Regions from separate parts of the Cyprinus carpio genome. Here region 1 is linked to region 2. A link is a contact called in public Hi-C data. All regions are on one chromosome and are shown on one strand. The core of a region is the stretch at or near the end of the contact, and the rest is flanking DNA. Distances in the headings are between cores, read along the strand shown.

Region 1 (7,430 bases), core at 2,343-4,842, 37 kb after region 2:
TAAGGCCGGTTGGATGTACGTACTGCCAAATTCTCTGAAACACCTTTGGAGATGGCTTATGGTAGAGAAATGAACATGTGGTGGACACATTCCTGCAGTCAGCATGCCAACTGCATGCTCCCTCAAAATTTGAGACATCTGTGGCATTGTGCTGTGTGATAAAACTGCACAACTTAGAGTGGCCTTTTATGCTATAATCGGCGAAGGTGAAGTGCTCACCTGGGAGGTGGATGGATTATCTCGGCGAAGGAGAAGTGCTCTCTAATACAGATTTAGACAGATTTGTGAAAAATATTTGAGAGAAACAGGCCTTTTGTGTTCATAGAAAAAGTCTTAGATCTTTGAGTTCAGCTGATAAAAAATGGGGGCAAAAACAAAAGTGCTGCGTTTATAATTTTGTTCAGTGTATGTACGCGGATACGTTGTTTACATTCAGATCAAAGCGTCAGCAACATATCTGCATGCGGTGCTGCTGACACAGAACAGCATATTGTTTACGTATGTGATACTCTCCAAAACAGCGCAAGGGTGACACGTAAGAGACTAATTGTTGAATAAAATCATTATTTTTTTTTTCTTTGCACACAAAAAGTATTCTCGCAGCTTTGTAAAATTATGGTTGAACAACGGATGTCACAAGGATTATTTTAACGATGTCCTTACTACATTTCTGGAACTTGCTCGTGTTAGGATGTTGCTTGTGTTAGGATCCCTGCTGTCTATTTGAGGCTCAGAAAGCTCTCGGAATTGAGGAATGACAATTTTCATTTTTGGGTGAACTATCCCTTTTTAATTTTCAATAAATATATTCTGAAAACTAAAAATCACTAATATCAGAGGCCAGCTGCATACACTTAGCCTCTGTGTTAAGACTGTCTTAATTACTTGCAGTTAGCAATGTGGTAATCAGTCTCGTTTTAAGATTTAACAGACTAATCTACGATGTAATGCAACTAGATTAAAGAAAATTATGGACATTTTTAAAGAAAGAAATTTGATGACTAACTTTTAAAACTAGTCTCAAGCTTTTATGCAACAGGCTCCAGGTGAACTAAGATGAGATCAGATAAATATATATGGACCTATTTTGTGAATCCACATCCCTAATTAATACAACCTGGTCACAGCTCAGGTTTTCATGGCACCCTGCAGACTCACCTGTTTGTAGAGCCAGAGCAGAGAGCAGACAACAGTGATGTCAGCCAGACTGACTCTCTCCCCAACCAGGAAAGTGCGAGTGGTTAAATGCTGATTGAGGATGGCGAGGACACGTTTCACCTCTTCCTTAGCCTGTTCTGTGGCCTGCAAACAAGACAGAGTGCAGACTTACAAAAAACATTCAATTCCCGACAGATGAGACCATTACACTAATATATTAAAAGCTAACCTGTTTGTTGAACTGCATGATACCCAAGGTGGGGAACACCCAGGCACTAGCTGGAGGGATGATCTCAGAGTCAGCAAAACTGACCCACTGCAGCACCTGGGCACTGGCCTGAGGAGTGCTGCCACGGAGGGCATCATTGCTCACTGTCAGCAGGAAACAACAGCATTAACTGGGTGTAATAAAACACTAAACATTTTTTAAAGCATCACAATAGTTCATATGAGCCTATTTACACTTGGCCACTTCAGGCATTTCCTCTGATCGTGAAAAAGACCAGGGACTCGTTTAAAATCTGAACATACAACAGCTCATAAAATAAATAAACATCCGAATGCACACACACAAAAAATAGAAAATTCCGAATGCATCCCTCTTCGTAAACTGCAGGTCATATTAAACTCAAATGCAATATGTACAAGTGCATCAACACCTGTAAAAATACAAGTATCTCTTTATGGATCATATAAATTATTATAATATGCGCTCTCTGAAAACATGTGGCGGGCATTTGATGGTTTCTGCAAATAATGCGTGTAAGCAATTATCGGCAAATTTTCATATAAATTAATGTGATTAATAATCAGCAGTTATAATGTTGCTTATTTTCCAACAAATGAATGCATATTTTGATTACCTTTTTATCTTAACACTTAATAAAAGACATTGAGCTATTTGAATTTCTGGTATACGAGTTGCAAATGCATGCTCTTCAATCAGCGTACACAAGAAAAATTTCATATCAGTTTCTGTCTTTATACACCCTAATTTAAAATCAATGCAATTTAGGATCAGTTTAGGAAAACCCAATGCTCGGCATCGCATCCCAAAGCTCAACACACACTCATCTTCATTAAAACACCTGAATGCACGCTCTCTCACACCTATTACGGCCTTTGAATTTGAAATTGGAGGATGAATGAAATACAACACACATTTGTTTAATTTCCATACACCAAAAGAACTAAAGATTTATATTTGTTTTGAGGATAAAAATTTCTGTGAAAGAGCAAATGGAGCCCTTTTAACAAATCGCCATCCGATCAAAAGAAGTGGCCAAGCATAAACAGGCCCTATAAAGCATACTTACAGAAGTGAGCAATGGCATTGCTCTCAAACAGACAGAAGCCATCATCACCCTGGTAAGCAGGAACCTAAATGGACGGGAACAACATTAATAACTACATCCAGGACACATGCATTTAAAAAGGCATGCGGATACTAACCTTGCCCAAGGGAAAGTTGCTGAGGAAAGCAGGGGATCGGTTCGTCTGCCCAAAGGTGAAGGCAGGGGAGGCGCTCGCAATCTTCAGACGAGCCCCGCTGTACTGGGCAGCGATCTGAGCCTTAAAGGCCCTCCAGTTCTCTGGGTATGTGTAGAGAGTCTGCAGAAACACAAGGTTTGAGATCACATCGCTGAAACGGATGCTGCTCGTTCAGACTCAGTGCCAACAGAAGCTGTCCCTTCATTATGACCCCTCACAGAGCATTACACAGCACTATCCCCGAGGCAGCTGACAAAGTCTATTCCTGAAATAATTGACCTCACACACTATAAACAGTCTGCATGCACAAATAGAGAACAAACACTGGATGCTTCAGTACATTTATTTATAAACCATCTGGTGTTGTTAAGTTTTGAAACCTATGATTAAGACTTTCAACACTAGGTTTCAGAATTGGATGTCAATGGTTTAAAAATGTTTTGACGGCCACACGATGAATGCTTTTCTACCCGCTCGCGCTGCTGATATACATGCGCTTCGCTGTCATGCATTTAATGTGAAACTACAAATAACATGACACTCAGCCATCTACAAAATGTTTAAAGCGGAGTGAAAGGCGTGGACGGGAGAGCAAGGGAAACGTGGCACAATGTCATCACTCTAACCACCTTATAAAGGGGTGTGGGGAATATTTACAGCGCAAATAATCATCACGGCGGCTTTAAAAGAGGCTATAAAATAATACTGCTCAAAAACAGCGTATAAAGATATAAGGATTGGCGTGATTATGGGGTGATTGTGGATGGAGATGTGCTGTAATAAGGCATCAAAGGGTTTTCTCCCATCTTACTCACCCCTGCCGCCATCTTCAGGACGAGAGAAAGGAGGAACGGGTCGCGCGGTGCTGACGTAAAGGCCAGGCCTGTCGCAGAAATAACACGTAATAAGGCCGTGAACGTGAGAGATGGACGTGCCTTTTTTTTCTTTATACATTTGTTTGGAAAGTATCAGATTCATGTGAGAAAATGAACTAAAGATAAGCAATATTTTAAGCATTTTATAAACCAGATTAAATTACATGGATCTCTTTTGAATGACGTAAGAAGCTAAAAAAGGAAGGCACGCCGTGCACTTCTTTAAAGTTATTGTAAATTGTGATTTTCTTGTTCCTTTTTTGGTAACACTTGTTGTGAAATTTATAGACTCATTTCTATCTTGTTTAATTATAATAAACTTGTTTTTATTTTTAGGGAACACTGCGAGTTTTTGATATTCAGACAGAAGTCTCATTTTGGAATAAACAGAATGAATGAATGAATGGATTATTGTCATTCTAAGTTTTGATTATAAAGCTTATTTATATGTTTAAAAAAAATTAAATCCTCCAACCTAAGAAAGTACTGAAATAAATATAAAGTTCTTTTTATAAAAGTGAAAAATTACCTAATAACAGACTGTCCCTACAGTTGTGTCAAGCATCTGCTACAGTTCTGTCAAGCATTGTGTTCCTCTGAATAAAGTAATGCAGGTTTTGAACATTAAGCTTAAATTTAATTTCCATATCAAAAATATAATAGCAAAACAACATCACAATATAAAAAAAAAAAAAAAAAAAATCCATTCAAGATTTCCAATAAAATCAAAACGTGAAGAAAAACAAAAAAAATAGTCTTATCTGTGCATGGATACTATACAACTCAAAAAAGCCTGTGAAGTTCCTATTTAAGGGAAGTAAATGCAGTTGCTCTGATATTTATAAAGGCCTTCCCAAAAGACCACAGTTTATATTCAGTCCCAAAGCAGCCTATGACTTCCTTGTTAGGCATCTTGATGATTACATGTTTGGATCCATTGGCGAGCGAGTGTACTGCTAAATTTATCCAGATTCTGTTCCCACGAAGAAACAGACTCATCTTGAAAAGCCTGATGGTGAGTAAATATTATTTTGTGTGGTGAACTATTCCTTTAAATATTTCAGTAGGCAGCGTGCCACTGTGTGACTGGCATGAAAGAAAGCTGTTGCAATAATAATGATATTGTTTTCAGAGTGGGGTACCAATATCAGCAATGCTCACTGCGTACTATGTATCAAGCCTCTCTCACACAGAATCACAGAACAAGCAATAACTAAAACAAGAAAACCAGACGGAGACACGGTCAACATTTTGTGAGTGCTGTATTACAAAAGAGAAATATATTCAAGTACAGGCTGGCTGGCATTTACAAAAATATGCTTAAAAATGACCTTACATTATAAAATGTGATGAATGATACCGCTGACTTTCCATAACATGCTTGTGAAATGCTTTTGCCCACAGGATCTCTCAATATCTCAAGAGCCCAACTAATGATATTTAAATGAAACAATTCACAGTCTTTCCCATTTAACTTGATGCCGCTCCACAATTGAACTCTTGCCATGGGAAAACTATGGATATACTAACATGGGGATAAAAATAACAATAAAAAGAGGGGAGAAAAAAACACAACTTCAAATGAATGGGAAAATAATTACAGTATATACATAAACTAGTTAGCATCAAGTTTCATATTTCCCATATTCTTGGCAGAAGAATCAGCTCACAAGACCTAGAAGAATGAGAATAAAAGTCTTAGACAATAGTTGGATAGTACAACATAAAATAGACAAAGAATAGACAATACGTTATTGGGAAAAAACAACAGCATTGAAATGAATGGTTTTTGATATAACAGGTACAACAGTTATTGTAAATTATAACTCAATAAAGATATGGCACTGTAAACACAGCTGTGACAGATGTTTTCTTTACAAGAAATACATACCCAGGTAGTCATCCATGAGAGAGCCAATGGCAAACTAATAAAAAAGAAACAAACAAAAAAAAGGAATTAAATAACCTTTAGAATTATATCCAAATTGAAATTTTCTAAATATCAACAAAGTGACAGGGACTTACAATATCATTCTTATCCACTCGGGTTCCCACAATCTTCAGCCGAATTTCATCGTCTTGTTGGATCACAATGTCCTGTTGAAGACAACAAACTGAAACCACCTATATTCGTGCAAATGAGGACTTGAAGAATTCCCCTCAATAAAACGCTTCCTACCTCATCGACTGTCTTATAACATGGAGGATTTGAGTTTTCAAAAAACACCACATAAGAAATAAACTAGATATAACAGAAAAAAAAAAAAAAAAAACAACAACAATCAACAACTAATCATTACACAAACCAATATATAATATATATATATATATATAAACAACCTACATGACGAGAAATGAAACAAGACATGGGGCCAATTTCTGTAAAGAGTCCAACCTGGGAAAGGAAAGAGAGAAAAACATTATACTGAGGTGTAAAAAAATAAATCATCAGCAGGGACGGCGAGTTTTATCAAAATCATTTAAAACATCATCGACCCGTACTTTGTTAACCTGGGTGACGACAGCATCCACAACTTCTCCCTTAAAGGGACGGAACACGATGGCTTTGTATTTGACGGGATACAGCACAAAACCCCTGCCAGGCTGGATAACACCCGCTCCAATATTATCGATCGTGGTTACTGCAATAACAAAGCCGTACCTATGAAACAAAAGAAAGACATCTGAGATTCATTTTTCATAATAATCACTGAAAAGAGTCAGATCTCTTGATTTCTGTTGGACTTACTTTCCTGTACATGTTCCCTCCACCTCAGTGAACAGCTTCTGTTTGACTGTGTTCAACAGGTTCGGTCCAAAGTATCGGGGATGCAGGAGAATCTCATGCTCCAAAGAGATCTATTGGGATGGATATTGAGAAAACAACAAACAAACAATAAATAAATAAATAAATTAATTAGTATGCATATATATATATATATATAGAGAGAGAGAGAGAGAGAGAGAAAGAGAGAGAGAAATTCATAAATAAGTCATACAACAAGTTACATTAAGTAAATGCAATTAATGCATTAATGTACGTATCTAGAATCTGTTTACATTAACAGTTAACTTACATTGACTGATTCGTATTTTCTTATCAAATAAGAAAAATATCAACATAATATCCATAAATCTCCAAAATTACTACATTTAACTAGCTAGCTAGCTTTATTACATCCAGCATTTGTGCAGGAAAAGTTAACTTAACGTTAGCCGAGACAAAACGGCATCAATGCATACATGATAAGAGCGTACGCTAATGTACATTTTACACGTAAAATCGAAACAGTTACGAACTTACGTGATAAAACATCTCTTAAGAGTTTTTATTTTCCAGATATCTCGATTTTAATTCTAAAAAGCGGCGAGTATTGATTTCTGCGTGTTCAGGCGCCGACACTCAAAAGCGCGAATCCAGCAGCAAGTGTGTTTCCGGGAGACTTTTCAAATTAAAAGTCCATTTCCTGGAAGACATTTTCGCATATAAAAGTTCAACCTCGAGTCAATGATTTCTTGAGATATTAATTTTATAAAACAACTATTTATTTTTGGTTTTTGTCATATATTTATTTTAGGTATTCAAAAACACTGGATTATGTGATTTTATAATTTTCTAGCAATAAACATGATTAAAAATAAGTTGATTTAAATAAATGTCCTTCCGTCATGCTGTGATATTGCTTCTTGATTGTCAACGCTTTAATGAATATTTCCGTCCGTCATTTCCTAAATTTTATTTAATGCTACATTTAATCATTTTATACATTTTTATTAAAAGGTTGCCTGCAAACCATGGGGCACAACTGAATATTATGGTTTTGTTCAGTAAAATCAGTATATTGTTTTCTAAATATTTTAAAATCAGTTCAACAAATTATGTAAAAAATTATGACACTTTTGTAA
Region 2 (6,442 bases), core at 490-2,989:
TTAATTATGAAAAAAAATATACATCTTGTTATACCAAAAGCTAAGTAGAACTCAAAAAAAACTGGTATTACACAAAAATATTTGTTTGCTCAATAACATGATTGATCTGTCAGAATAAAGTATTCCAAAATGCCATACAGAGTGTAAGAAATGGAAATGGAAAAAGCTTTGTCTCATGTGAACATGAATTGGTGGGATCTTAGGGTTATTCAAGCAATCCAAATGCTCCCTTGATTCAAAATAGTAAGTATACTCCCTTCTGAAATAAGCCTGACCTGACCTGTGGATTACTGAAGGAATGTACACACTCAAAATAAAATGTGAAAACAATGCTGCAAATATTAAAGGCTTAGGTGCAACTCCACCATTCATGAAGCTAATGATAAAAAGTTCATTCAAATTTATTTCTATTAAAAAAAAAAATATGTAAATTGAAATAATTTATTTCAGCAGCAATCAAGGAATTGCAAAGATGTAAATACATTGCTAAAGTTGCTTTTAGTCTGTCTATTAGTTTTAAGTTCATCTATATGCAAGTATCTAAACACTAACAAAGTTGAACAGATATATGCATTTAAGATCAAGATATGCATTTAAAATATACAGTCTCTGTCTTCTGGAAATTGGTTAATTGGAAAATTGATTATTCATAAATGACTAGAGAAATTCTGTGTATTTTATAGAATGAGAACATTTTCTCCCCTCTAAATTATAAATACCACTTGCCTCCCACTAAATATGCTTCCCACTGGAGTAAAAGAAGCCTAGATTTGTGTCCATGTCAACCATTATACTCCAGAGACAGGATAATACAGAGCAGATCATTTGAGAGAGTCAATCATGCTTCCCTCTGTTTGAATTGTACACAAAATTTTCTATTTATACTAAAGCACTATTAGAGGCTGTTAGATATTAAAAGAATAGACGGGTTTAACATTATAAACAATAAGGAGAAAACAAGACGACACTACAACTACACATCAACATTACAATAATTTAACACATTTTACTGTTGCTTTAACTGGAATTCTGAAAGAAACGTTAGTTTCATGTGGAATCTACTTTGATTATGTGATTGTTAACAAATTCTAAATGCTTTAAAAAAGGATTAGTCAACATCACATGCAACAGAATAATGCACAACATTTTACATTTAATAGACATTAAGTCTGAATGTAATTTCAGTAAAACCTCTCAAAGTGCACAGGGGTAGAAATGCTACACATGGGACATGAAAGCTGTGAAACCCAAGCCTGAAAAAAGTGCCTTATTGTTGTTGGCTAAAGCTGATATTTACAAAAGGAAAAGGGGAAAACCTACATTGCTGTGTACTTAAGAACTCCCTAGCAAGCCATGCAAAAGCTTATTATTTCTCTCCCAGCCTGGTCTATGTTCTGCCTCTTAACATGTTGCCACTCCCTCTATCAACATTCCTGTACCACTATACATACATGTTCTACTTCCTTTACCCTTTTTTAAACCTATATAGTGCACGGTACTATTTGCACAGCGGCTGTTGTCACAAATCTGACAGATTCCTCACAGTGCACTTTTGGAGGAGCAAACTGAGTGGGAGGGTAAGAAAAAAAGAAATCAAAAAAAAAAAAAAAAATAGAGGCAGATGTGTACATTCATGACTGAAACATGGAACTATCATGGAACAAAGTGGCAGCAGAAGCACATTACATTGCCCAACACATTAATTGTGCCCAAGGAGGCACACCTTTCTTTCTCTTAACCACAGAGACTGAGCTCAAAACAACTCTGACACCAAGTATAGCACAGATTATCTTACTTTGTATAAGTGAGATATCCTTAAGCTTTTACAAGAGTATAAACCACGTCATTACCAGAGTATTACTGCAGGGTATTTGCTTTAAGCAGATGGCTCTTACCCAAAATCATATGACCTGCTATGATCCATGTAAGCAGACGCTTCAAAATACCTCTGGTGTTTGTACGATCATAAGACCTCAGCGATGAAATAGAACACATCTTTGTGAACTGTTGAGTTGTAATCGGGACCTTTTAAGCAGACCTAGCTTTGAGGTCTAGCAAAAAAAAAAAACGAACATCTTACTGTAAAATTTAAAAAAAAAAACAAAAAAAGGAAAAACCAAAACCCCAAATTAGAATTACTGTTGTACAAAAAGGAGCAAGAGGACCTAAAAAGGATATGGAGGGAACCCATTATAAACCTTAATTGATTTGTGTATGAATCATAATTGGGTGACACAGCATACACCCAGCAATTCTTGCTGAATGACAAGTGGGTGTTACTGCTTATGCTTTCATTCATTCCATTGTCAAAGCAACAAATTGGCAGAAGGTTCTGCTTAGTCTTATAGCTGATGTTTTATGCATGTCAAACTTATAAATAAAGGAACCTACTGAATTGCCAAGGCTAATGCTCAAACTCTCTCCCGTCTTCCTTTATATTCTGAAAGAAAGCAAGAAAGGAGAGGGAAATCAGATGTAATATAAGTAAATATTTCAATGCATCAAATAGCCAGATGTCAAAACCATCAATTACAAAATGTACATTCAACCCAAGTATCACACTTTTATCTTTTAAAGCAAAAAACTTTATAATAATAGTTTTGTTGCATGGTTTTGAGACCTTAAGCTAGTGGATCAGACTGACTTTATTTCCTTTTTCCTTTAAAAATGCAGCCCCACCCTAGTTGGCTTTATACTTTGGTTTACCCTAAGAGGGCGACATTGACTGAAACGGTTACAATACGGGCGCACAGAACGGGGAGTTTTCCTTTGCACGAACCAAAGACAGAAGCGCACACGTGTCTGCACAAGATTAAACGTTTCCTCTGGATGTTGCTGTTGAATAATTGTCTGACTAGTCTGACAAGTGAAAGTCACAATTACTTTTGTGTTTAAATATTAAGTTTGATAACTAATTATTGTTAAATACAATTAACAGCATCACTCCCTCAAAATAAACTCAGCCTCACATGGCTGCAAATCCACCCTGCACTCCAAACACTGGGAATCTGTTTGGGCAGCTACAGAAAGAGTGAAATTGCTGGTCACTGTCAGATATTACTGTGTTTGAAAATGTTTTAGTTGCCTTACACACGCATATGAGTGAGAGTCAAACTCTTACACTCTCATCTATGCGTTTGTTTGCAACATTTGATGTCAAGAAGCAATTCAAGACGACTGTAAACTAAAAACCTAAAATGATGTGAAGCCATTCATAGTAACCATGCCAATAGCATGAAACTGTCACTTGCCACAAACAAAAAAAAAGTTCAAGTAAGTTTCTCTCACAGGAAAGCAAACATCATGTGCAAATCCTCATTTGATCGCCTAAAAACTCCTCAATTCACATGGTTATGGCCGAAGACACTGGAGGCTAAACTACACAGTCATTTCACTCATTTAATTTCACACAAACCAAATTATCAAACTTCATTATCCACCCTTATCTTAGTCCATTTTTGTTTCATTTAATAAAAAGGTTTAGACGGCCAGATCATGTGGGAAACAACTCCTTTCTATCAAGCAGTATTTGCTCTAATAATGTACTTCTCGAGTTACTCAAAAATTATAAGTTTCAATTGTTCAAAAGCATAAGCTGCGAGGCTTTTGTCAAGACTAAATCGAGTGACTTCATACCAAACACCTAAAATACTCCTGCAGCTCAGGCATCATGAAGAGAAACTTTAAAGAGCAAGTGCCATTAGCGCTCATGCACATTCTTTAAATCTGTGAAGTGTTGAATTTTCCTTCACACTCCATGGCCTTTGAAGCTGTCCCGTGGCTTCTTGTCCAATTTAGCGTTTGATAATTTCTGCATGGAGGAAGCGGAGGACAAAGAGTTATCTGTTTTAAGCCTTTCAGTCCAGGCTAGAGAAATGTTGGGAATTTGTTTCATTTCATAAACATGTATTTCAGGCCTTTAAAGCAATGATGCATGACAAGACAAGATACATGTGCGTTTCTGTGAACACTGTGACAAAGGGAAATGAAATGTGGTTTCGGTGACACTAATATAATTCAAAATGATAATAATAAAACCTTACGGCTTGGGTCAGATCACAGATGTGGTTACTTGAAATTGAGAGGTTTTCCCTACAGCAGAAAAGCAAGAAAAGTCTTAATGTAACACTAGCACTGCAAACAAATGCTGGAATCAGCACAGACAGGTACATGCTTGCGGGGGCCTGCCCTGATATCAGTTCTCTCCAGTACTATTCCACTGTTACTGACTCTGTTAGAAAACAACTGTTAACAGCAAAAGTAATCATTTAAAGCTGTCCCAAGAAAACTATATATTCACCCCAACTTAAAACTTAATGTACCTCTCTGTCCCATTCAAAAAGGATGGGAAACCTTTGCTCTAAATATTTACAGAAGTATTAATTTGGGGAGTTACAACCCATCTTGAAAATGACCAGCTATTTTAAAGTAAACGGCTCTTCACAGATTTGTGGAGTCGCATAATTAGAAACATTTTTTTCTGCTTCTCCCGACGTCTTATTTGGAAACCATTGCTAGAACCTCTCACTACCCTGTTGTTTCATTAACGGATGGTTATTTCTGAGCTGTGACTGAAATAGTCATGGGCTCGCTGTGATAAAGGCCAGTCTGGACGAGGCTGTCACACTGTTTGCAAAGAACAACATTTGGCAGAGCAGCTGTGTCCACTCAAACGGGTGATATCTACGAGCCCTGTACTTAGTTGTATCAAGTTTGCTGTCACCTCACTAAAGATGGACCCAGCTGAACAAAACGGCATGTTGCAAACACGATCAACTATAATTACAAATTATTGCGTGTCAAATTTCAGAAAGAGTTAAAGTTTTAAAAAATAGTTCAGTTTCACAGAATAAATACACTTATATCTGGTTCATATTGTTGGGCATGAGAAAGACTGGTACTAGAACAAAATGCGACTATAATCACAGGTCTAAATGTGTCAGACGACACCGCAACGCTTCCATCTGGTAGAGGTCGTCTGGCAACAACTGTGCAACTCTAAAAGGAGCAGAGTTTATGGCACAACACAGACGGCAAACATCGCAAATCCAAAGTAGGGGACACGCCCTTCGTACAATGAGAAACTACACACACACCATCTCTCAGCCCGCACATAGCGCACAGTGAGCCGCGAGCCCCACCCAGGCCTCCAGTCACATGCATTCCTTGATAGAGCCCTCAGGCCAACTGGAAGAGAGCCCAGCCTCTCCTGCAGTGACTAACTCCAAAGCAATGTCCTACACTCTACCCAACCACTCAAATCACCCAGTGGGTCTGAGCTGGGTACAAAAACAGGGGATTCTTTCATGGTTTCCACTTACTAACAGCCAGTGGAGCAGGGTCATTTTTTTTTTTTTTAAAGCAAACAAATTTCCACGTTTTGTAAACACTAATAGAAACCCCTCATGACACTGATTAATGCACAGCAAAAGAGGTCATTAAAAAAAGTTTGTAAGCTCTTAGTGCTCCAATGTAAATGGGAGATATTGCACAACTATAAATCTACATTTATAAAGATTCAGCAATGCTGTGGGTTAGATAAGTGATAGAATTGTTGGGCAAACAACCAGACCACTAATTATAGAAAAGCCACTGCAAGCGTTTCATGCCACACTTTTTCCATTAAAGAGTTGTAATGTTTAATAAGAGACACACACACACACACATACAGTCGTCCTTTACACAATGCAATAACATAAATTGTGGCCTTTGGCTTTGCCTACAGGAGTTGCTTGGTGGCTCGCCCTTTAGCAGACACGTTTTTTTCCAAAGCAAATTACAGGATACAAATTTTAATGCAACAAGTGCAAGTCATATTTCTTCATTAAATGCTCATTATTCATTTCTGACAAAGGGAGATCTGATACATGAAAACGGATAATTACCATTTGGTTAAAAGTTCCACTTTTACTTCCACATGCGCTCAATTCAAAACCACAAGTGACCAAACTCTCGTGCAAAGACATACGCTTTCAATCTTACGGTGGAAATATCACCTATTTAGAGGAACAAACAGAAGACAAAGATAAAACCATAAAAACGCGCTGTGGTGAATTGCAAAAAATAACATCACGAAGCCTTAAACGTATACGTATAGATACATGTATATTAGCTAAAGGCTTTGACTTGAATTGAGGCACATTTTAGTCTATTCTGACTTGTTTGTTTATCCTGTTAACAAGGCTTTTCAAACCGAGTCAAAGGATATGAGTCAGCAATCAAATACACAGCGATGACTGATGGCAAGGTGGTTCTCTTACCAGCTCGGAGTGCATTATATTTCATTTTCCATCAGCTGGTTTTATAGTTAGGCCTGTGTCACCACTGCCAAGCGCTTTGTAGAAGTGAAAAGGCATGTGGTTTGAAACGTCCAAATAAGTCCGATCCGAACTCTCCGCTTATCTATAATTCAACTAGAAACAAACTCATGTAAACTGCACAT

What was found. Hi-C and Micro-C count contacts between places; a contact is called where the count stands out from the background.
Region 1: a Hi-C map of skeletal muscle shows a contact between it and region 2, with 2.2 times the contacts expected there. The contact joins the promoter of LOC109109902 here to the enhancer-like site in region 2. A contact is called at or near these places in 4 of 8 Hi-C or Micro-C datasets (liver and skeletal muscle).

What each region holds. Positions count from the first base shown.
Region 1 is chrB14:21,535,361-21,542,790 of ASM1834038v1, forward strand. It overlaps LOC109109902 (elongation factor 1-gamma), which reads right to left and starts at 3,593. Exons shown (of 10, transcript XM_042738558.1): 1 at 3,465-3,593; 2 at 2,611-2,769; 3 at 2,475-2,538; 4 at 1,388-1,530; 5 at 1,159-1,302. The coding sequence starts at 3,476. LOC109110454 (DNA-directed RNA polymerase II subunit RPB7-like) reads right to left here and starts at 6,986. Exons shown (of 8, transcript XM_042738560.1): 1 at 6,829-6,986; 2 at 6,274-6,383; 3 at 6,027-6,186; 4 at 5,869-5,919; 5 at 5,704-5,766; 6 at 5,550-5,621; 7 at 5,416-5,449; 8 at 4,768-5,199. The coding sequence starts at 6,840. The coding sequence ends at 5,186.
Region 2 is chrB14:21,499,727-21,506,168 of ASM1834038v1, forward strand. All of the region lies in intron 1 of LOC109077176 (neuroblast differentiation-associated protein AHNAK-like), which reads right to left. Among protein-coding and RNA genes, the nearest start is that of LOC109077176, 6.8 kb to the right of the region's middle. Within about 2 kb of position 1,740, at least 1 of the 8 cell types and tissues checked has an H3K27ac peak or open chromatin away from gene starts, as enhancers often do. A contact at or near this core is called in skeletal muscle, where this site is marked.